Linked DNA regions of Sus scrofa: regions 2 and 3 are each linked to region 1. A link is a contact called in public targeted proximity ligation data. All regions are on one chromosome and are shown on one strand. The core of a region is the stretch at or near the end of the contact, and the rest is flanking DNA. Distances in the headings are between cores, read along the strand shown.

Region 1 (4,614 bases), core at 897-3,396:
TTACCAAGATTTTAAAATGACACCCCACTCCCAAACACCTGGGGAACTGCACTGCGTGCACGACATCCTGCTGTCCCCACTCAGGCGAGCTCTCTTTGTCTACTGGGGATTGGGGGAGAGGAGGGCATGGCTGGAAATGTTGTTTGCTTTTGAGTTTAGTCTGCTTTGACCTGTTGGGACAGCACCACAGTTCCCCTGAATCCAGGTGGAAAAGGAACGGTCAGGATGAGGCCCCTGGGGAGGTACTGAGTGCAGACAACAGCTTATCCTGCTGTCCAGTAACTGGTCATCAGGCTGACTGTCTGTCTCAGGGGCAGGGTCTTCATGATCCCCCAGAGCATGGCTTGATTGGGCTGCTAGCCGCAGACCACAGCACCGTGACAGGCACCCGCGGAGAGGGATCCCAGCCCCTTGGGGCTCCTCCTCCTGATCTCGTACTCCTCCCTTCCACTAGCCACCTGGAGGACCCAGATTCAGTGCTTCTTTCACAGCCTCCTCTTTCAGCCCCTCTCGTTTCCACTCTCTCTTCCACCCCACGACTCTCCTCAACCCTTTCTCCTCTGCTGCCAGCTCCAGGGGCTTCGGTCTTCCCAGTGAAGGAGGCGCTAAGCACTCCATGCCCCCTGATAGAAAGCTGGTGCTCTGTCCTCCAGAATTCGGGCCAGCACCTCATTGTGGGCATCCTGAGGGCACCCTTCACCTGTGCACCTTTCACATATGACACGATGTAAAGGGGGCCCTTGGGAGTCACCCGGATTTCAACACGGAACTCAAAGCCTTCAGAGTAGCAAGTCTTTTAAGAGGAAAATGTTGGCCCCTGGAGAAGACTAGGTTCTTGACTGGACACTGGAGCCTGTGAACAGCATCCCCATTACTGAGCTCCAGGACCTTCCCTGCTCCAGCCTCCCACCCGCTGCCCCCGTGGGACCACACCTGCGGCAGGTTAATGATCTGGGCATGCCAGGTGTCGTCCTTGCTCCTGTTCGACGACGGATGCTCAGCCTCCCATTCTGCTGGGGAGCCTCCCCTGTGCAGCCAGCTCAGGGGCATCGCTCCTCTCCTTCCCAAATTCCTTTAGAGTCTGTTGCCCTCGTCCAGCACTTTACAGCACATGACATCAAACCACCGCCCAACAACAGTGCTTTGGTTGGGACTGGAATGAAATGCTGGCTTCTCATCCTTAGCCGGCTCTGCGTGACCCCTCCGGGCCTGGTTCTGTGACTAGCTTCCTCCTCTCCTGCCCTCCTCTGGCCCCTTTGGCCCCCCGCCTGTGCTCAACTCACTACTTTCACGTCCACCTCCCAGCCCTGCACCTGCTGTTCCCTCTGCTTGGAGGACGCAACCCCAGATACCCAGGGCAACCAGAACGTCAATCTACCTGAGAAGGAGCTTCCTCCCCATCAGAGTCCAAGTGCCTGGCACATGGCAGCAGCCGGGTGACAGCGCTTGATGGAAAGCATTAATAACACACTGCTTAAGTGCCTGCCCCTCCCCCACCTTGTCATAAGTGTCCTGAGGACAGAGATCTGGTCCGGGCGATGTATCTCCTCCACAGTGTCCAGCCCACATGTTCCAGCAGAGGTGCTTTCATCAATGTTTGTTGACAGAGTGAAGACAGAACAGGAGAGAGACCTCTCATGCTTTTCCTGCCAGGTGGGCTCAGCAGCCTCTGTGGCAGAAAGGGTAACCCTTGTCCTCCTGGCTCTCCTTCTGCCTGGCTGCCAGCCCTGCCCCTGGAGTGCTGCTCCCATGGCTAAAGAGCTGTTTTCCACTCAGATTCCTTTCCCACTGCTGCCAACATCACTTTCTGAACTGGTCGGACTCAGAGAGGGTGTGTGACCGCCTAGGGCTGCAGCCCCCATCAGCACACATCCAACCTCAGGGTGAGAACAGGGCTCTGTTGAGCTACATGCTTGATTTCAGGGTGAGAGCTTCCAGAAAGATTTATTAGAGACCATGACTGTGGCTGCTGTATTTCAAAGCCCAGGCAGACGTTTAGGTGACAGAGTTAAATGTTCCAAACTTACCTCATCCTCCCTCCCTCTCTGCAGGGTGAACGCTGGGTTCCTCTCCCCAAGCCCAGTCCTTCTCCATATTTGGGAATCTGGACTGTGCACGGGGAGCACAGCCGTCCCCTCCCGGTGTCTGCTGGGAGCTGTAGTTCCTGAGCGGTGGCCAGCAAGGGGGCTGTCCTTTCTCAGGAGGACGTGTGGAAGCAGTGGGTGGGAGGCGCGCCTTCTATTTTTGAGTCTCTGGGGGCTGGCTCTGAGCACAGTAGCACCCACCTGCAAATGGGGAGCATTATCTCTCTTTTCCTACCTGCCAGATTGTTTACTGGGTGGGGTAATTAGCCAGCACTCAGTAAATGCTTTGAGCTCGGTCCAGCAAGGAGTGCTTTATAAATAAAAATTGTTATCTTTAAAGAGGAAAATATTAATTTTGATCACCTAATTGCCTTCACAAACCAACCCTTTGCCTACACGCCAGAAAAGATGCTGCGTTTAATTCCTGGTATGTGCCTTTCACCCACCCTGCATTTAAGTGGTTCCTCTGCATCTCATTCCATTTTGTTTCATCATCTCTAGTTTCATACCCCCAAGAATAAAGGCACTCTCTCCCTCCTCTCTGAAAGGAATGGATGAGACAGACCAATTCTGCCCTGTCCCCAAAGTACAAGAAAGTTACAAGAAGGGATAGTTTGGGTCTGCTTTGAGCTCCACGACTTGCGCCTGGTGTGGCCACGAGCTCACTCTCTGCCGACCTTTGCTCCCTTTGAAGAAGGGATAGGGTTTCAGAGCAGCAGGAAAGATCTTAGTAAGAACCCTCTTCTCTAGAGAGAAGAGCTCTGTAAGAGGAAAGGGACAGGTGCCTGGTGGTGGGAGCAGCGGCTCAGAATCAAATGGTTAGAATCCTGGCTCTAGATCTTTGGGCAAATCACTCACCCTCTGACCTTGGTCTCCTCATCTCTGAAGTGGAGATGACAAAATGGTCAGAGTTTTGTCAGGTGCCTCACCAGGGGCTGTGAGGTCAGGCACTTCTAGACCAGAATCCCTCCAGGGTTTGCAGTGGACGTGTGATCAAGTCTACTTGGCTTCTCTGAACTGCAGGCATATTCTCTCTAGGGTGGGGAAGGTGAGGCTACGAGAGCAGGCAGTGGTCCTGGCGCTGCTGCTTCTCAGTAAACGTGGCTGTCAGGGCCTTTGTATGTGCCATGGCGACTCTCAGTGCGCTAGCATCACACTGTGACTGCTTGTCTCACTTTTCATCATCTCGCTCTGTGACAACTACAATGATGTAGAGGCGCTTTCTAGGCTGTAAAGTACGACAGTTTGTACCCTAACTATGAGGGGTGATTAGAACTGAGCACAGAGAGAAGAGAACTGCACACCCTGCCACCCCACCCCCAACCCTGACCCCGAACCCAGAGGTCTCCTCCAGGACTCAGGTTACGTGGGATCAAGGAGGTCAACTGCTTTTTACTGCAAAGAGCTAGAAACATGCAGGTTGTCAGTAGTAAGAGCAGGATGACTTAGTCCTGTGTTGTAGATGTGACACACCGTACTTGGGTCACAGGCCATGCAAACATGCCTCACTACCCACGCATGCTGGTTTCTGAGGGAGGGCAGTGCTCAAGAGGGCAGAGTGTCATTTACAGATGGTGGGACCTCAGGTGATTCTTACTCTCTTGTACTTTTTGGTCTTGTTTGAATTATTTTTACTCTGGGTATGAATCATTGTAACTAAAACAGGAGCAGACACTAAACAATCAGATCAGGTTTTGTAAAACACCAGGAGAACGTTTTTGGAGGCACGGAAAATGGAAAATCATAATGACAGAGGCCTGTGCAGGGAAGTCAGAGGGGAATGGAGTCCTCCGAGACAGCCCTAGAGAGAGAAGAAGCGACGCTTTCATCTATTTCCCCACTGGGCTGTGACTGCATGGTGGCTTCCACCATCGCCAGGGTACACTGAGGTTCCAGGTTTGCTGTGGTGACACATGGTTCCTACGTTTCCACCTCTCTTCTCTTGGGTCCCTCGGACGGGCTGTCAGAGAGGGGAACATGGACTTACCCCTCATTTCTGCTCCCCAGGTCACTGCCTTTTGCCATGAGGGCTTCAGGGAAGGGTGTGGTGTGCTTACCTGTCATCTCCTCCCACTGTCCCACTACAGTTCTGGACCAGATGCACAAAGAACAAACTTTTGGAGTTCCCATTGTGGCTCAGTGGATTAAGAACCTGACGAGTATCCATGAGGCTGCAGGTTCAATCCCTGGCCTCACTCAGTGGGTTAAGGATCCGGCATTGCCGTGAGCTGTGGTGTAGGTCTCAAACGCAGCTCGGATCTCATGTCACTGCGGCTGTGACACAGGCCAGTATCTACAGCTCCACTTTGACTCCTAGCCTTGGACCTTCCATATGCCTTGGGTGCAGCCCTAAAAAGACGAAAAAAAAAAAAAAAAAAAAAAGAACAAACTCACTTCCCAGTGGGATGCAGAATAGGAGGGTGATGATGGCAGACCTCACCTTCCTCCATCCCTTTCTCCCAGAGAATGCCTGCAGGAGGGTCTGCACCAGCTCCCAGGCAGCCTGTCCCCAGTGAGGACAGGAGACTGG
Region 2 (4,667 bases), core at 1,044-3,543, 320 kb before region 1:
CAGATCCAAGCCACGTCTGATCTACACCACAGCTTATGGCAACGCCGGATTCGATAACCACTGCGCCACGACAGGAACTCCCCCCCAAACGTTTCTGTAGTTAACATATAAACTTGAATTTATGGTTTATAAGAATGAGATTATGTACATACTATTTTGTCACTTTTTTTTTTGTCTGCCCTGTGGCATGTGGAGTTCCCAGGCCTGGGATCAGAGATCAGATCCAAGGTTCTCTTGCTACCTACTCTGCAGCTGCGGCAATGCCAGATCCTTAACCTACTGTGCCTGAGTTGCTCTGGAATAGTAGGCTCCTGTGACAGTGATTCCTGCTCCTTCCCCACATTTGTTCTTCTCTCCTTTCTGGACTATGGGAAATGGTGTTTAGGCAGAACCATTTGACTGGTACTAGCCAGTGAAATGTGAGTGCATGTGATTTGTGTCACTTCTAAGCCTGTGGCATTTAAGAGCTAGTATGCCTTCTCATTCTTTTTCCTTTGCCTTGTGGTGTGTGTATGGATTTTTTTTTTTTTTTTTTAATGACAGCTGATACTTTTGTGTCATTAAATGTTTCAGAGATCATCTATACTCTTTCAGTAACAAGCCAGTACTGCTTAGACACATGCCAGCCTAATCTGTTTTGGAGTATTTGACTCTGGAGAGCCTACTGCTTTTGAGTCACTTTGCTCTTCCCAATGTGGATATGTTTTACAATGGAGGAATAATAGTGACCAACCACCCTCGGTTATTGTGAGTTAAATAATTGTGAACATTGCAAATAATATTAGATTAATACGGAGTACTCTCTAAATTTTCACTGGATGGAATTCCAGACAAGATTAGCAGTGGGCTACCGGATTCTTGGGCACTTCCTATGCGCCACTCGCCCTTCATACGCTGTTTGGCTGTTGGGGAGTTGAGGGCACTGAACCTGAGAGGGTTTGGAAGTTGCCCCGGGGCCATGCAAGATGGAAGGGCCAGAGAGTGTTTTCTAGGTGTTTGAATTGCCATGCTGTTTCTATGATAACACTTAGCTTCTCTCTAATAGTGGAGGAGAAATATTTTGAACATATTTGAGTAAAAACAGAAAGATTTTTGTGAATGATTAGGACTACATGTTGGATTAGTTGCATGAATGAAAAACCACGAAGTGAGCTACTTTAAATCCTCCAGTGGTGTGTGTGGATTTAAGGGGAGATATTTGCTCCTAAGGACCACCATCAGGCAGGGTTGCTAAGAAACTGTGATGTGGTTTCCTTGCCTCCAGTTCCCCAGGTCAAAGATGGAACACAAGCAAGAGATTGGCTTTTGGATTAAGTTGCTGAAATTCCTGGCTTTATTACTGCAGTATAGACTAGACTGTCCTAATTAACATATCTCGCCTGTATACATATTAGAGTGACCAGCTGTCCAGTTTGTCGAGGCTTCTGTAAAACTGGGAAAATCCTGGGCAAGATGGGATGAGTGGCTCATCCTAAAATGCATAATTTCCCATCAAGTTAAATTCCAGCTTTTTTTTTTTTTGTATTTTCTAAGGCTGCTCCTGTAGCATATGGAGGTTCCCAGACTAGGGGTTGAATGAAAGCTGTAGCCACTGGCCTATGCCAGAGCCACAGCAACGCAGGATCTGAGCTGCGTCTGCAACCTATACCACAGCTCACAGCAACACCAGATCCTTAACCCACTGAGCAAGGCCAGGTACTGAACCCGCAGCCTCATGGTTCCTAGTCAGATTCGTTAACCAGTGTGCCACAACGGGAACTCCCCCCCAGCTATTTATTTATGGTCTTAACTGTAACAAACTCCACGCTCCACAAAAACCAAGCTTTTTCAACTCCTGGGATTTACTAAATTTGTAAGGACCTTTAAGTAATTACATAAATCTATATAGGTCAATTTTTTCCTATCTGAATGTTATAGGACCTGAGGAGTTTACCTGCTTTGATGTTTGTATTTCATTTTGTTTTTGAAATTTCTTTATATTGTTTTCTTAAGCATAAGTACAGAGTATTTATACTTAAATACAAACATATGTATGCTAACTTCTTAGAGGGAAAAATTAGGTTCTAATTGCTGTGTCTGCTGCTTTGCTATCCTATTTGCTATCTAAAATGAAAATGTGATGTAGAACTCACTTCTTTGCCATGCATTATAAATAGGATCTGCCATAGCATTCATTGCTGTAAAGTGGATAGGGTTTGGTTTCAAGTTCATGAAGCAATAGGTGTGAGAAGAAGAGGCTAAAGGAGGTAACTCTATTCGTGACTCAAGATTCTTGTCACATTAAATGTCTTTCATATTTTCCTGAATGAGTCATGTGCTTGGTACATGCTCTTCCATAAATAGTTAACTCTATACTATTCCAGAAGTTGTCAACTCTTCCAAGACTGTGTTAGTTTGTGCTGAATATGTTCAAGATTATATACTGTGACTTGTAGAAGTCCTCCTGGCTTGCATATGTGATACCAAATAATAGCTTGTGGTGTTCAACTTTGCATGTATTGGGGTTCCTGTGTGGCCAAGCAGGCTAAAGATTCAGCTTTGTCACTGCTGTGACTTGGGTGGCTGCTATGGTGCAGGTTTGATCCCTTACCTAGGAACTTCTGAGTGCTGTGGGAGTAGCCCAAAAAAAAAAAAAAAAACCCACAAAAAACTTTGCATATATTAATGTAGAACACCTTGATGTAGTCATTAATAGGGCTTTAATAATAAGACATTTCTTAGGTTAGGAAGGAGAGTAAGTTTATGTCTATTAATTAGTAATGTGGCTATTAAATACATGTCACTGTGATGCTGGCTTGTTGTTGATTCAGTCATTAAAACACTAACCTCCCATTCTTCCCTTCCTCCCTAGGCAAACACTGTTCTACTTTCTGTCTATATGAATCTCATTTGAGTGGAATCATAACATTTGTTCTTTTTTGTCTGGTTTATTTTGCTTAGCATAATGTCTTTAAGGTTCATCCGTGCTGTAGCATGTTTCAGAGTTTTATTCCTTTTTAAGGCTGAATCATACTCCATTGTATGCGTAAGGCACATTTAGTTTTTCCATTCATCTGCTGATGGACATTGGATTCTTTCTACCTTTTGGCTGTTGTGAATAATGCTGTTGTAAACATTCGTACAAATAATCTGCTTGAGCTTCTGCTTTCAGTTCTTTAGGGCACAAACCCAGGTGTAGAATTGCTGGGTCATTCTGTGTTTAATTTTTTTGAGGACATGCCATACTTTCTTCCACAGTAGCTGCATCACTTGACATTTCTATGAGCAATGCACAGGGGTTCCAGTTTCTATACACCCTCATCAACACTTGTTTTCTGTGTTTTTTGGGAGGTTTTTTTGGCCACATCTGGGGCATGTGGAAGTTCCTGGGCTAGGGGTTGAATTGGAGCTGCAACTGAGGCCTTCACCACAGCCACAGCAATGCCACATGCAAGCCTCATCTGCAACCTGCACCACAGCTTTGGGCAACACCGGATCCTTAACCTACTGAGTGAGATCAGGGATGGAACCTTCATCCCATGGACTGTGTCAGGTTCATAATCTGCTGAGCCACAACAGGAACTCCTGTAATAAATTTTGAAATTGTGAAATACGAAAACTTCAACTGTACTCTTTTTTTTTTTTTTTTTTTTCTTTTGTCATTTTAAGGCCCCAAATGTGACGTGTGGAAGTTCCCAGATTAGGGGTTGCATTGGAGCTGTAGCTGCCAGCCTACACCACAGCCACAGCAATGCCAGAACCAAGCCATGTCTGCGACCGACACCACAGCTCACAGCAATGCTGGCAATGCTGGATACTTAACCCACTGAGCGAGGCCAGGGATTGAACCTGCATCCTCATGGATCCTGGTTGGGTTCATTATTGCTGAGCCATGATGCGAACTCCCCTTATTTATTTATTTATTTTTTATTATAGTTGATTTATGATGTTCTGTCAATTTCTGCTGTACAGCAAAGTGATCCAATTACATAATATATAGATGTATATATATATGTGTATTCTTTTTTCAAATTATCCTCCATCACATTTCATCACAAGTGAGATAATAGCTCCCTGTGCCTCAACCTTATTATTTTTAAAAGTTGCTTTGACTTTTGTGTCTCTTGCAGTTCTGTATGTGTTTTAAGCTTGTCTTGTCCATTTCTGGAAAGACAACTGGAATTCTGATAGGGATTACATTGAATCTGTAGATGAGTTTGGGGAGTATAATCATCTCAAATCAGCTTTTCAAGACAGATTGACCTAACCCAATCCCAAATTGTGGCTCACAATTCTTTCTTTCTGAGGATGTGTACTGTTTCTTTTTTTTCTCTTTCTGTCAGAAACAGGACATGTTTGATCCTGAGCACTATGAACCCAGACTTTGAGTGGGTCTTCTTTGGATTTTCTTTGCATTTTTCTCTTTCAAATCTGTCCTTGCTCGAACTGTCCCCTAATCTGCAGGATAACTGGGGAATGTGGTAACACTAGATCCTGAAAACTACCTTTGTGATTATTTTGGAATTTGTCTGTTTTTTAAAAATCTGAGAGTTCCTGTTGTGGCACAGTGGAAACTAATCTTGACTAGTATCCATGAGGATGCAAGTTCGATCTGTGGCCTTGCTCAGTGGGTTGGGGATCTGGCGTTGCCATGAACTGTGGTGTAGGTTGAAGATGTGACTTGGATT
Region 3 (4,089 bases), core at 1,340-3,839, 470 kb before region 1:
CTATTTAGATTTTCTTTAATTTTTCACAGGGAATTTAAAAAACTTTTCAGTTTAGGTCCTACCTTTTATTAAGATTTATCCTAAAGCATTTTATACTTTTTTTTTAAGAATGCTATTGTATTAAAAAAAAAATTTCCAGTTGTTCTCTGCTAGTTTACAGAAGTGCCACTTAGTTTTGTATATTGATCTTATACACTATAACTTTCCTAAACTCACTTCTTTTAGCATCTTTTTTGTAGATTTCATTAGATTTTCAATATAGATGATGTAATGTGCAAATAAGACAGTTTTGTTTGTTGCCTTATTGTTCTGTCTAGAACTTCCCATCAAACATCAAATAGAAGCTGTCTTGTTCTTCATGTGAGGGAAAAGTGTTCAGGCTTTCACCCTTTTCCTTTTGAGTTCTTCCTGAACCTATGTGTTATTTAGGAGTCTGTTAGTTTAGTTTCAGATACTTGGAAATTTTTCAGAAAGCTTTGTGTTATTTCTAACTTAAAGTCAGACAGGATACCTTTTTTTTTTTTTTTTTTTTGCTTTTTAGGACTGCACGTGCAGCATATGGAGGTTCCTAGGATAGGGATCCAATCCGAGCTGCAACTGCTGGCCTACACCATAGCCACAGCAATGTCGTGGGATCTGAGTCCCATCTGTGACCTACACCACAGCTCGTGGCAACGCCAAATCCTTAACACACTGAGCAAGGCCAGGGATTGAACCCACGTCTTCATGGATACTAGTCAGATTTGTTACTGCTGAGCCATGACAGGAACTCCAAGATACATTTTTTTTTTCTCCTCCCATTTTGAATCCTATAGTTTTATTTTTTTTATTTAAAAAAAATTTTTTTTAATTATAGTTGATTTACAGTGTTCTGTCAATTTCTGCTGTAGACAGCATGCTTTATATGGCTTGCATCCTTTAAAATTTATTGAAACTTGTTTTGTGGACCACAGGTAGTCTTTCTGAGCTAACTGTTCCATGTGTACATGAAAAGAATGTGTGTTCAGCTTTTGTTGGCTGGAGTGTTCTATAAATGTCAGTTCAGGAACTTTTGTATCTTTGAGTACAAAAGGGTGAAATATGAAGTGGATCCATTTCTCTTTCCCCAGATTCATAGTGTGGGTCCTTGGAAGTCCTGCCATCTTTTCTAGCTGAGGAGCAATCTCCGGATTGGGATGACAGCTCTCAACTGAAAGACCTCATTTCATTAGCACACTAACCAGCCAGGGATTACCTGATTGGCTACTTAGTCATTAAGTGAAGTTGCTTGTAAGTCTTAGAGGACACACAGAACTAATTACTTTAACTCTTTATTGCCCAGTATGCCTGGAATAATCTTAAATGAAAATAAAGGAGCCTAAAATCTTTTGAAAACTCTGAGATAAAGATGTTTCAGTCACTTTCAAGAGAAGAACCTTATTCAAGAAGCTTATTAAATACAAATAAAACAAAAAATAGTTCTCCGGTGGCTAATTGGGTTAAGGATCTGGCATTGCCACTGTTGTGGTTCTGGTTACAGCTTGTGGTACAGGTTCAGTCCCTGGCCCAGGAGCTCCTACAGGCTACAAGCATGGCCCAAAAAAGCAAAAACACCAAAAAATAATACCAGTTCTGAAACTATAGTCCTCTGAAAACTTGAATATTCTTCCATTAACCGTTTTTTTTTTTTTTTTTTAAGTCTTAATGGAAAAGCTTCTGTACCAACACTTCTTTTGGATGGCCATTTTTCTGTCTTTGAGGAGGTTTCCCTGTACAAGCAATTCCTTGGTTATTTTGTCATATCCATGCAACAACCTTGTGAGACACAGAGTAAGGGTGATGAAAGAGAAGGCTGTACTGGATTATAAATCACAGGCGGTGAATAAACTGTGGACTTGAATTTCAGGATTGAAAGGGACCTTGGATAAGATGACGAGTACCTGGTGGCTGAGGAAATGAAGATGCAGAAAAGTCGGTTCTTGCTGTTCTCAGCAGGCATGGCATGCCCCTAGAGGTCTTCAGCAGTGTCTGGAGACATTTTTGGTTGCCACAACTTGGGAGGGGGGCTCCTAGTATCCAGTGGGTAGAGGCTAGATATCCTTCAGTCCCCAGAACAAAGCAGTCCTCTAGCTCAAAATGTCAGTACTGCTGGGCTTCAGAAACCCTGGTCTGCATTCATTTTATCTTGAGTTTTGATTAGAACAGGAATCTCCAAAACGCTGCTTTATTTCATCATCAACTGTTATTTCTCGTTCTTTTCAACTTCATTTTTAAAAAATCAAGGTAAAATTCACATAACGCAAAGTTAACCATTCATCATTTTAAAGTGTCCACTACAGGTCATTCAGTAAATTCAGCACGTTGCGCAACCGCCGTCTCTGTTCCAAGACGTTTTCCTAACCCTTCTGACAGCACTCTCCACCCCTGCCCCAGCTCTGGCAGCTTGTCTGCTTCTGCCTCTGTGGATTCCACGTTGTTTTTATGTTGGCTCTTTTGTGGTGCTTAGGAAAATAAGACTGGACAGAAGTCAGGAGAGCAGATGTGGCATCTGGGTCCCCTGTTCTTTTCTACTGTCAGTGATTGGGGCAAATCATTTATCTGACCTAAGCCCGTGACTAGCTGTGACTGTGGCATAGGCTGGCAGCTACAGCTCCGATTGGACCCCTAGCCTGGGTACTTCCAAATGCTGCAGGTGCAGCTCTAAAAAGACCCGCCAAAAAAGTAATTAAGGAGGTAAATTCATCCCGCTACTAAACATAAATGTATTTGGGGTTACCTAATTTAGCACCTAACTTCTATTACTTTGTAATTAAAAGAAAAATCCCAAACCAAGTGCAAGTATATTCTTATATTCTTAGGCCTGCTTCAAACTCTCCAAAGGCTGCTGCTTGCATTTAGAATAAGTCCTGAATTCCTTACCATTGTGTAGTAGGGTCCCCACAGAATCTTTTCTGCTTTCATAGCCTGGCCTGTACCATTCTCTCCCAGACTCTCGCCTTTTTTTTTTTTTTTTTTTTTTCTCATAAAGACTCCAAACTCCTCAAGGCCTTTGCACCAGCTGTTCTCTCTATCTGAAAGGCATAGGGCAACATACCTTGTTACTGGTTTTCAAATCTCAGCTCAGATGTCACTTCATGAAACCTTCGCTGATCATCCTATCTAATCTGTGGCTTGTTCTAGAAATTTAAAGTGAATATTGTAGAGAGAGGAATACAGTGATTCCCCATTACACATTCTGCTGTTCATGGTCACCCAGTTTAGAGTAGCCCTGCCTCTTTTCCTGTCACTGTCATACTACTCTTTTCAGTTTTCTTTTGCTGCAGTTACATTTTTATATTTTACTTTACTATCTCTTTACTCCTTAAGACTGCGAGTTTCCTGTCTATCCTATTTATTCTTGAACCCTTAGTACCTGGAATATGTCCTATATCTGTGTATATAGTAGATGTTCAGTAAATACTTGTTGAATGAAGGAATGAAATAAACTTCTCAAACCAGGGACTGTGTTTAATTTGTGTTTGTATTCTTAATTGTGCCTAATAAAGAGCTACTTCACACAGAATGGGTAGACACTCAGTAAATGTTCCTTCAAACATTTTTATTTTTCTGTCACCACTCTCCTTTACTGACAACAGATTTGTTTCCGTAATAAGCCTCTTGCAGGGTTTCTTTAATGGAGGAAAATACGCTTTTCTTTCATTTGCTTTCAGATCCCTCTGCTTGTGTAATAAGATGGGAAATTGTTTCCCTTGCCAGATTGACTTGGTTTTTGATCTCAGTTGTCTTCTCATAGGAAATTTGTAACACATTCTAGAAGCCCACATTTATCTTTCCTTTTCCTGGTTGGTTGTTTCTAGAACTGTGGAAGAGCTGTAAAGGATGTTAGGATAATCTAGGTTTAGCTATACAGATGAGGACTTAAAAGTAGGTCCCAAGATCAGACAGTAAGGCAGTCGGCACGATTGGGATTGGAAACGAGATCCAAGCCTAGCAGAAATACTGAATCATTTCCTCATTGTTTTGTGTTCATGGGTTCTGTTTTGTTATTTGGACTCTTCAGTTCTTTATAATCAGGGACCATGTATTGTACTCTTTCAGTACCTTCCATAG

Evidence for each region.
Region 2: a contact with region 1 is called in a targeted proximity ligation map of skeletal muscle, with 4 times the contacts expected there. A contact is called at or near these places in 1 of 5 promoter capture datasets (fetal skeletal muscle), 5 of 47 Hi-C or Micro-C datasets (embryonic fibroblasts, fetal skeletal muscle, mesenteric adipose tissue and 1 more) and 2 of 2 datasets of targeted methods (alveolar macrophages and skeletal muscle).
Region 3: a targeted proximity ligation map of skeletal muscle shows a contact between it and region 1, with 2.8 times the contacts expected there. A contact is called at or near these places in 1 of 47 Hi-C or Micro-C datasets (embryonic fibroblasts) and 2 of 2 datasets of targeted methods (alveolar macrophages and skeletal muscle).

The regions. Positions count from the first base shown.
Region 1 is chr5:70,123,020-70,127,633 of Sscrofa11.1, forward strand. The region is part of intron 2 of MICAL3 (F-actin-methionine sulfoxide oxidase MICAL3); the gene reads right to left. Among named protein-coding and RNA genes, the nearest start is that of MICAL3, 7.6 kb to the right of the region's middle.
Region 2 is chr5:69,798,103-69,802,769 of Sscrofa11.1, forward strand. The region is part of intron 2 of BCL2L13 (bcl-2-like protein 13); the gene reads left to right. Among named protein-coding and RNA genes, the nearest start is that of BCL2L13, 21 kb to the left of the region's middle.
Region 3 is chr5:69,651,527-69,655,615 of Sscrofa11.1, forward strand. All of the region lies in intron 1 of LOC100737051 (cat eye syndrome critical region protein 2), which reads left to right. Among named protein-coding and RNA genes, the nearest start is that of ADA2, 99 kb to the left of the region's middle.